Linked DNA regions of Sus scrofa: region 2 is linked to region 1. A link is a contact called in public Hi-C data. All regions are on one chromosome and are shown on one strand. Each heading gives the region's core, a stretch centred on a gene start, on an enhancer-like site or on the middle of the called end of the contact. The rest is flanking DNA. Distances are from core to core; before and after follow the strand shown.

Region 1 (5,331 bases), core at 1,407-3,906:
TGCCACAGCCACAGCAAAACCAGATCTGAGCCATGTCTGCGACCTACACCACAGCTCACACCACACACAGCTCACGGCAATGCTGAGCAAGGCCAGGGATCGAATCTGCGTCCTCATGGATGCTAGTCAGATTCATTTCTGCTGAGCCGTGATGAGAACTCCATCATTTACTTGATTAATAAGTATGAACTCAGAGTCCAATAACGTGTACATCATTAAAACACTCACATCAAAGTACTGAACATTTGTTTTACATATGAATGCCATTTATTTACCACATAAAGCTTCTTAAATATCACAAGAACTTATATTTTATAAGCTTGAGTTCTAATAAAAATATTGCTCCCTACATCCATTTCTATGACTTATAGTTTCCATTGTCTTTAAACTCTTTTATCCTTTGTTTTATACTAATGTATCCAGGGTTAGAGATTGATTTTTGATCCAATTTTAATCTTTTTGGTAGGAATATTTAACCAGTTTATGAGTGAAATAACTTAGCTATATTCCTGTGTCAATCTAATTTCAATGCTTTAATGCTGTTTTTCACCACCTCCTCTCCAATCCAAAAAACTGGAATGTTTTCTATTTTTATTTGTTATCTCATTTTCAAATTTACTAGAATGAGCTACTACATGAAGCAATAGGTACTGATTTTCTGTAGGCAAGATGTATATAAAACAAGGTTTTAAACTACTACCGCCCCCCAACCAGTGATATGGGAATTTTTTTTACACTACCAATATTACATTACAGACAAATTTGCTATTCCCCCCACCCTCGGTATTTAAAAATAGGGAATAGCAAATTTGATTGACAGGTTTTCCTATTTTGTCAGATTAACATTTGATATACCGTTATTCTACAGGTTCTGTCCACAGTGACAAAGTCCTGTTATCTACTTGTTTAGCTTAGGAACATGGATATCTTTATCTATATTATAATGCTAAAAATAAAACTATTCATTAAATGTTTGGCATGCCTTTTCACAATTTAAAAGGACCTAAACTGAAATTTTAGACAGGATTTACAAATTTATTTTTGCATTTCGTTTTGTAACTCTATGTAACAATTTGACTTTAATGCTGTTTAACTAGTTTAATATTTACCGGTAACTTTCTCATACAATTGCTTCCTCGAGGCATTTTAATTCATGTTGTTAGCTAAATATCATTTAGCAACTTTGTCAAGGATTGTACTTGAAAGATGCAATTTCTTATTTTTTAGGCCTGCACCCAGGGAATATGGATAGGAGCTGCAGCCTGCACCCCAGCTCAGGGCAACACTGGCTACTTAATCCACTGAGTGGGGCCAGGGATCAAACAGCATTCTTGGGGATACGCCTTACTTGATGGGTTCTTGCCTTACTTGATGAGCCACAAGGGGAACTTCAAAAGATACATTTTCTTTACCCCTTCATGTCTTCCAGCTGCCTTGGTACAGAAATGATAACTTGGCAGAGTATATAATACTTGTTTCAAAATTATTTTTCCTTAAAACTCTGAAGACATTGTTCCATTGTTTTCTGGCACTTAAGACTTGCAAGTGAAAAATGTGAAGTCAGCCTGACTTTCACCCATGTAAAGAAACTTGCTTTCTCTGGATACTTGTAGAAGTTTTTCTTTATCCCTTCAAATTAAAAATATCACCAGGATATGTCAGGGTGTTGCTTTCATTAAATTTTAATGATACCCTGTTAATTTTTCCATTTGCAGATCTGGTTCCTTCTTCAACTCTGTAGATTTTTCTACGATTAGTTCCTTAATTATAGTTTCAGCTTCATTTGATTTGTCCTGTTTCAGGTATTCCTATTATGCCAAGATTGTACCTCCTGGACAGGCCCTCTAGGTGTCTCTTCGCTTTACTTGATTTCTTTTCTTTTTTTCTGCATGCTGTAAAAATTTCTCGTTTGGCTTAACTTAAGTAAATCGATCTCCTGCCCCATCAGGCTTGCACATTTCCGTTATCTCAATTCCCTGATACTTTTCAAACGCTCTGACAATAGCTTCTTTATCACTGAGATTAGGTCTTTAAACTCCTGTGTTCTATGATACTTAGTCCTTATTATCTCTTCTGTTTCCATCGCTACAGGCGTTTCAAGAGGCGGCATTTTCTCAATTACTTAGCTGTTTTTCTTCGGAACTGCGGTATTATAACCTTGAAAATAATAAACAGAACTTAATTCCCTACTGTTTGATTTACGCAGCACAAAGATCCTCATTCATACTTATTAAAAGTTTCACTGAAATTTTTTTATTTTTCCTTCTTACCTTTTGAAAAGAACTTCCTAGTAATGGAACCAAAAACGAAGATTAAAGGACACGGTCCGAGGTACCCAACAAAACAAAAAGAACATCCAAAATGGTTTCTACAACGTCATCTTTGCGCGCTTCACGGCCTGGTCAGCAGACGCAACAGTAGCTTTACTGCCAAAAGCGCTCTAGCGACGGGGTCAACTGCAGGCTGCAAACTTCAGTCGGTTAAGCCACACCCCCACAAACCGTTGCGCTCCACCCCCGCCGCCCCGCCCCGCCCCGCCCCGCCCCGTCCCATCAGAGCGCGTCACGCGGGGGTGCGCATGCTTAGTACGCCATTCTTCCTCCTCGCTCCTAAGGCTCGGCTCAGATCCGGTACCGCCTTGAAGGCGGGGCTGGGTCCCAGCTGCGGCCAATGGCGCCGAAGGTGAGGGTTGAAGGGTGGAAGGTGCTCTGTAGCTGGTCGTGCTGGTTTCTTCCCGCGCGTGTGCTGGGCTTACCTGGTCGTCATGGAGGCAGTCTTGACCGAGGAGCTTGATGAGGAGGAGCAGCTGGTGAGAAGGCATCGCAAAGAGAAGAAGGAGTTGCAAGGTGACGGGGAATGGGAACCTAGAAGACGCCAGGGCCCAGGGAAGGGCGCGTGGCGGGCCAGTTCCGGAGCTGGATCTTCCGAGGCTTCTCCAGAGTAACCAGTAACTTCTTCCCTCCCGCCTCCCCTGGGTCCCATAATCCCCCAGATCTTCGGAAGCTGCTTCTTAAGTCCGCTACCGTCCTGGTGCGGGTGCCTGGAAACACCTGGAAACTACGAACTTGGACACAGGGCCCTCTCCCAGCTCCATTTCCTATTCCTTCCCTAGTTCCTCAGAAGGGATGCTTGAAAGATTTAAAAACTTGAGTCTTTTTTTTTTTCTTTTTACTCCTACCACACCAAACTGACGGTTGTGTTACTAGATTTTATTTGGGGTTGGGGGGGCAGTCCATATTTTTCTGGGCTCTTCTCTGTAACTATTATGTAATTACTCTTCTTGCTATTATAATTACTTCTAAACCCTCCTCTCTTACCATCCTCTTATTGTTACTATTTCTTGTTTCTTCTGAATCCCTGGGTTTTTGATCTAATGATTTTCGTGGCTTTCCAGCCAAAATTCAGAGTATGAAGAATGTTGTTCCCAAGAATGACAAAAAGAGGAGGAAGCAACTCACTGAAGATGTTGCTAAGTTAGAAGCAGAAATGGAACAGAAACATAGAAAGGAACTGGAGCAATTGAAGCTGACTTCTAAGGAGAGTAAAGTATGTGAAGTAATGTTCCTTTTTTGTCTACAGCATTTGATAGCAATTGTGCACTTCTCTTAAACCGTTTACTTATATATAAATCACAAAATTGGAGGGAAAGAAATCTCTCGCATCACCTTTCTGATATTTTTCTGACCAGATTTACATGAGTGTGTTTTTTAAGGGAGGACAGCAAAGAAAGTCCACTTCTTTAACTGTTCACTTGCCCCAAAGATGAACAGATTGATAAGATGGACTAGAGGAAGCTTCACCAAATGGAGGTTGGAAGACCAGTCTTCTAGACTTGACATTAAATAGGATTGTAACCTGGGCAATTGGTTATTGGATTGTAAGCTGCTTAACTTTCTTGAGCATAAATTTCTTCACATTCATATGATATAAATATTACTGATTTTTTTTTTTAAGCAACCTCTCCTTTTAAGGAGGAGAGGTTGCAGATGTGGCTTGGATCAGGTGTTAACTGTGGCTGTGGTGTAGGCCAGCAGCTGCAGCTCCAGTTCTACCTCTAGCCTGGGAACTTCCATATGCTCCAAGAGAAGTAGTAAAAAAAAAAAGTTCTTTATTAACAATTTGTAATGAATGGAAATGTATTGACGTTTCTTGGTTAAATTGGAGTCTGTTAACTATCATCATTTTAGCTAATATTTATTTCATCACCGTAGCCATGCACAATGTATTGTCTGCAATACACTTTAACGTGTTACATGTGTTATCTCATATAATTCCCACAGTAACACACTATGAAGTATTACCTTTGAAGTAAGTGTAGATAACCCCCTTTTTCAAATGGGAGACAGACTCAGATTAAAACCTTTGTTCTGATTTTATAACAGCTATTAAGTACCAAAGCCAGAGTTCAAAATCAGAACAGTCTTACTCCAGAAAGTGAATACTGAATTGTTACCATCTTATCTGGTTTATTGCATGGGTTTTAGATATCAAAGATCCTAGACCTCATAACCTCACTCCTGTTTTTGATAGAAAGTTCCTATGTACATGCAACATTTTATCTACCATAAATAAATTTTATTTTATTTCATTCCATTCATTTTTGATCTGCTCCTAACAGGGAAAACAGCTTATCTGTATTGATTTACAGTGGTTGTTATAATAAATATAGTCTTATTTTCTTAAATTTTTAGGCAGTCATCAAGATCCTGGCCTTCAGTGCCTATAACATATTCTCTTTCCAAGTAACAAGGCATAATGCTTCAGGTGTTTGTGTTGTCACAATCAGCGTATTCCTAATTGTCTCCCTATCTTTTCTAATGGTGAGATAGTTTTGTTGCTTTCTCAGGCCTTTCAAACTTGAGATTTATCTCCTAGGTTTCTAAGGACAAAAAAAATATTTGATAAGCTACATATTGTTCAAATGTTAAGATACAAACTGTCATTTTGTTTTGAACTATTATCTTTTTTTTTTTTTTTAACTGAAACCCCTGAAAGTTACCTGAATTCTTTTGTCATTGCTTTCTCTTTATTTTCAGATGCTTTTTTGTATTTTGCCTGTTGTCATTATGGCCATTTGTAAATGTTAGCAAATTCCTCTGAAAAATCTAGGAATCCTAATTTCCCTAAAGTTGATAAGCACTCTTTGAAGCCTTAATCTGATTTTGATATTTTGATCATTTGGGCCATAACCTTGGAGACTCTTGTTATTAGAGGCCTTAATATGTATCATGTATGTGTCATGCTAAAAACTAGTTTAACTTATAGTTGCAGTATTAAAATACCAGCTGCTAATCCTGTTATAAGTCTAGTATCTTTTTTCTAGAGCAAACA
Region 2 (5,331 bases), core at 1,809-4,308, 130 kb before region 1:
TCCCATATGAAACTAATGAATCAGGATACAATAGAGTACTTTGACACACACTTTCTTATTTTTCCTTGCTCAGCTGAAACTGAGTTGGTAGGCTGTAAAGTCTTTTCCAGTTGCTGAGCAATGCAAATCCACAGTATTCAAACTAGGGATTTTCAAGAGTTGGGAGTTACAGAACTATTATATGATTTTGCAACATAAGTAAATAAACAAAGATCTTTCAGCACAACGTACTCTTTTAATTTGTAGTAGGAAAACTACAGCAAATCCACATAAGGAAATTAGAAAAGATGGTACTACACAGTAATCTACTTAATATGCCTTTTTTTTAAAGTAAACTATACCTGCATAGAGAAAGTTATATTACAGGGAGTAAGTCTGGGATGTGTACTACATAACAGCATCATGTCTTAGGGTTACTAAAGGAAAAGGCAAGTATCATCTGGTAAATATTGGTCCAAGATTGTAATCTATGAAAGACAGGACTCTACAACCCAAAACCCAATTCTCAGTTTGGGTTAAAAATAAATAGACTTGGAGTTCCCATCTTGGTGCAGCAGAAACAAACCTGACTGGGAACCCTGGCCTTGCTCAGTGGGTTGAAGATCCAGCATTGTCGTGAGCTGTGGTGTACGTCGCAGACATGGCTCAGATCTCACATTGCTGTGGCTGTGGTGCAGGCCAGCTGCTATAGCTCTGATTAGACCCCTAGCCTGGGAACCTCCATATGCCACAGGTGCGGCCCTAAAAAGACAAAATAAATAAATAAATAAATAGACAACTACAACGTCAGTACATAAAATAACTTTAGTCTTAAACTCTAATGTCTACTTCACTCACTGAATGTAGAGCTTCGAAAGTTCCCTTTGAAAACTATAGATGCTACCTAGGATAGGCATTTAGGATATCAAGTGTTAGAAATAACTGTTGCAAAAAAACAATCTCATTTACAACACTGGGCCTGTCATAGAGTTGTCTTTGAAATGTAAATATATAGTTTTGTGGTATAAATATTTTTAAGGACGTTTTGACCCAATGTCTCAAAAATTCATTCCATTAATACATGCTGAGAAATGGTTACTGAATAAAGCGGTTTTTTTTTCAAGTTTACACATATTTAACAAATCACCTTAAAAGGCCTAGGGGTATGAACAGAACACTGTTCTGCAAGTCTGGAAACCTAAGTGTAGTTGCTATTCTACATGTAGAATAATTATATTTTAGGGTTTTTTTTTAAATCTTATCAAACTAAATATGAATTCTAAGAGTCCATCAATTCTGAAATTATAAATTAACCTAAAATTTTATAAAATATAGTATCAAGAGATAGTAAGACATACACTGACCAATTGGGGCACAATTTCATTACCCAACATACACCATTCTTTTTTATTTAAAACTCCATTTTTTGAGATCCTACTACACATTAATTGCTTTACATATATTATCACATTTAATTTTGAGCCATCCATTAACTGTTGCAGAAAATCCATCAGAAAAGTGACTACTTTACAGATGAGAAACCCGAAGCTCAGAAGAATAAGAGACGTGTTCAAGTTCACACAATAATTGGTAGAAATGAGGTTTTGACTATAAAGTTGATGCCCGTCTCTAAACCTGTATGTCGGATAAGTAAAAGATACCTGACTCTCCACTGTTCCATGTGGACACTGTTTATTGGAAAAAATAATAATTATGAAAGAGAACATTTATGTATAAAACCTTGCTGAATATTTGGTGTAAAGAAATAGGCTGAAAGAAGAGAAAGACCATGCTTCATTTATTTCATGTGTTATTTCCCATATAGGATTATACTAGATAGAATTTAATCTCAATTTTCAATTTCAAAATATTTTTTACAAAGTTAAGATCCCTTAAAGCCAAATGCTGCTTATAAGTAAAAAAACTCTAAACTGATAAACTGATAGATAAAAAATAACATACAGGAAATAAAGGAGAATAAAGGATAAACTAGTTAGACTTAGGTGATGAAAGACATTTTATATTCCACAAATAAGGGTGCCATATTCATGAAAAAGTAGAACTAAAATATGAAAAAGTTATAAGCCCAGAGTGTTCCATTTTATTTTCCATCTCACACCTCTGACCAAAAAAAAAAATTTTTCTTTTGAAGCACCATTCAACATACATGCAATTTAACACTTAGGTGGGATAAAACTGTCCAGGTTATGGGTGTTTGTGGTTGTCATAACTGATGTAACTGTCCTTTTACAGTTTTTCTTTTTAAATAATTTTGCTAAACTCTTAAGGCAATAAAAAAACTTTTGATACAAATATTTTGTATACCTGAAACTAATATACTGTTACATGTCAACTTTTTTAAAAAGGCCTATCCTTATAAGTTGTGCAGAACACCTTCAACATTCATTAACCACTGGATTTCCTTTTGATTTCCTACTGAGTTTTCTTACTGTATATAATTTTATGTAATTAATGTTTATTTTATTAATAATAAAAACAAACCACGGTAATCTCAATAATAAACTGATGCACCAAAATAATGAGACAGTCTTCTAACCATCCCACTACCTAGGACCAGGTCCTGGGACTGAGGGCGACGTGCTCTTACTTCGGGGGGCATTTTATTTGCTTGTTTTGTTTCATCAGCATCCCTTCAGCAGATTAACTCCCTCAACCACTTGCCCTTCGCCGGGTTTTCCACCCCAGCCCTCACCTCTTTCCTTCTGACCCGCTTGCTCCCTTCGCACTCTAAGAGCTACCCTGTGGACCCTGTGGGGTCCCCGCCTGATTTGTCCCCACAGATCCCGGAGCTTCCCTCAGTCACCTCAACTTTTCCCATGCTCCTGCCTGGGGAGACGCCGCCGGCCCGCCTCCTAATCCCTGGGCCTGACTTCTCTCCTCGCCGTGGGGCTTCGTCCTCCCCGGCCACTTACCGCCTCAAGATCCGGGAGGACTTCGGGGCAGCAGCGTCGCGGTGCTCAGACCAGACGCGGTGGCCCAGCGCCCCCCCGCCTGTCCGGGAACGGCTCGGGCCGCGCCTCCCCTCGAGAGCCTGGTGGCAGCGACGGTGGGGGCGGGGCGGGGCCGACGGCGGCTCAGAGGGGCAGGGGCGGGCGCAGGGCGGTGCTTTGGGCTCCGGGTCTCGAGCGCGGGCGCAGCCCGGCGGGAGCAGAACCGTTAAACCCGCGGCGCGCGCTTCCGGGACGTGCTGGTTGCGACGGGAAGGCGCGGCGCTTCTAGGACCCTGCCTCGTGCGGAGGAGGAGGCGGGAGGCCTCTCCAAGGTGCTGACAGGCTCGACCTGGACGGAGCGCGCCCTTATGAACAGCCTGGGGACCGACAGCCGGCGGTCCTGTGAGCCTGGGAGATGCGGGAGGAGCCGCCTGCGCGGGCTCCAGGCACCGTCTGTGAGCGAGGCCTCCCGCGCGCTGACGACTGAGCCCCCTCCCGCGTCTGAGCGGCCACGGGCCCCAACATCCCGAGGAGTCTATAATGGGGCTAGGATTCTGGGAGTAAGGGGTTTGAGATGCGTCTCACACAGACTGCAGCACTGAAAGGAACAAAATGAGTTGAAGCGAATTCGTCTGAATCTGAATCCTCTATTTTTAATCTTCACCTTTATTCTTTTACTCGGTTTTTCATTGTTATTTTTGAGTCTCTCTTGGAACCAACTCTATACCAGGGGGCATGGGGACAGAACACGGGTAAACAGGACAGTTCCTCACAATTCGGTGGGCCTCTGGGCTGGTGGGCAATTCTGTGGGCTGTACTAAGTAAGCATTGTGATAGAGTAATAGATCTAAGTTTGGAACATAGTACAAAGAATATCTAAATTGACCCTTAGTCTGGGAATGTCATAGCTGTTTTCAGAGCAGGTGATGGTTTGTTGCAATTGGCTGGGGGAAGAAGGCAAGAAAGAAGTCCAGAAAGGGGCGGGGTGGGGGGTGTACTCGTCTAGTATGGAGTAGTTGGAGTTGAGGAGCTAGCAGTGGGGAAATAAAACAGAAGTGGACATGAATCAAACTTTGAATCTTTCATAACTTTTTGAATATTTGAAGGCTCATTCTGGTAGCGCTATGGAGGTTAGATTTGGGGGAGGGCAAGTGTAAGATATAGCAATATTAAACAAGCTATAAGAAGGCTTCCTGGGAGTTCCCTTACTGGCTCAGCGGTTAACGAATTCAACGAGGAACCATGAGGTTGCGGGTTCCATTCCTGGCCTTGCTCGGTGGGTTAAGGATCCAGCATTGCTGTGAGCTGTGGTGTAGGCTGGTGGCTACAGCTCCGATTAGACCCCTAGCCTGGGAACCTCCATATGCCGCAGGCAGCCCTAGAAAAGGCAAAAAAAAAGGACAAAAATTTTATATATAAGGCTTCCTGGAAGGTGTTTGTAATAGCTCCAACAATAATGTTTGATAAAGAAGAAGGAGTAAATCTGAGAGATGTTGCTGAAGTGAAATCAATAGTTTTGTGACAGATTGGTTGAAAGACATGAGTAAGAGAATCTAGTGTGGTTCTTGGGGTTTCTGAATTGGGTGAACAAGTGAATAGCTGGTGATGACATTAAGATAGGGAATACAAGAGGCAGAACTGGTTTGAGGAGGAAAGGATTGTTACCAGATGCAAGTCTGTGTGCCTGACACACAGTGAGGCCAAGCAATACTGAAAATCAGGGTTGGGAATAGAAAAAAGGTTTATTGCAGGGCTGTGCCAGGAAATGGTTGGCTTATGCCTAAGAAGCCTTTTTATTTTTATTATTTATTAATTTATTTTCTTACTTTTTGTTTTTTAGGGCTGCACTCATGGCATATGGAGATTCCCAGGCTAGGGGTCAAGTCAGAGCTACAGCTGCCAACCTATGCCATAGCTGCAGCAATGAAGGCTCTGAGCCTCGTCTGAGACCTACACCACAGCTCACAGCAATGCCAGATTTTTAACCCACTGAGCGAGGCCAGGGATTGAACCTGCAACCTCATGTTTTCTAGTCAGATTTGTTTCCACTTTGCCAATATGGGAACACCTAAGAAGACTTTTTAAAGGCAAGATTAGGGACGGGTGTAGTTAGTTGTTGCAAACTTCTTAGCCTCTGTTTTGTTGTTGTTGTTGTTGTTCTAGCAACTGTGCAGCAGGTCATTGTCAGGTCACAATGCTCCTGTAAACCTACAACAAAACAAATGTTATTTTCTGTCCTGCAACTTTTTATCTCTATATGAATGGACTCTTAAAGGTCAGAGCCTTGTGAATAAGCTATCCTGTATATTTCAGGCAATAGGCAACATTCTTTTACAAAATGTGAAGAGCCAGCATGACTAAGCACAGGCAACAAAAACAACAAGAAAAAACGAAGTAAAAA

Evidence for each region. A called contact is a pair of places that touch in the nucleus more often than the background predicts.
Region 2: a Hi-C map of skeletal muscle shows a contact between it and region 1, with 1.9 times the contacts expected there. The contact joins the promoter of C4H8orf88 here to the promoter of OTUD6B in region 1. A contact is called at or near these places in 3 of 47 Hi-C or Micro-C datasets (embryonic fibroblasts, epiblast stem cells and skeletal muscle).

What each region holds. Positions count from the first base shown.
Region 1 is chr4:45,790,595-45,795,925 of Sscrofa11.1, reverse strand. OTUD6B (OTU domain-containing protein 6B) reads left to right here and starts at 2,656. Exons shown (of 8, transcript XM_003125574.4): 1 at 2,656-2,751; 2 at 2,753-2,846; 3 at 3,395-3,546. The coding sequence starts at 2,671. LOC100516731 (a long non-coding RNA gene) reads right to left here and starts at 2,489. Exons shown (of 3, transcript XR_115866.4): 1 at 2,271-2,489; 2 at 1-2,157.
Region 2 is chr4:45,921,200-45,926,530 of Sscrofa11.1, reverse strand. C4H8orf88 reads right to left here and starts at 3,058. Exons shown (of 6, transcript XM_021089133.1): 1 at 2,913-3,058.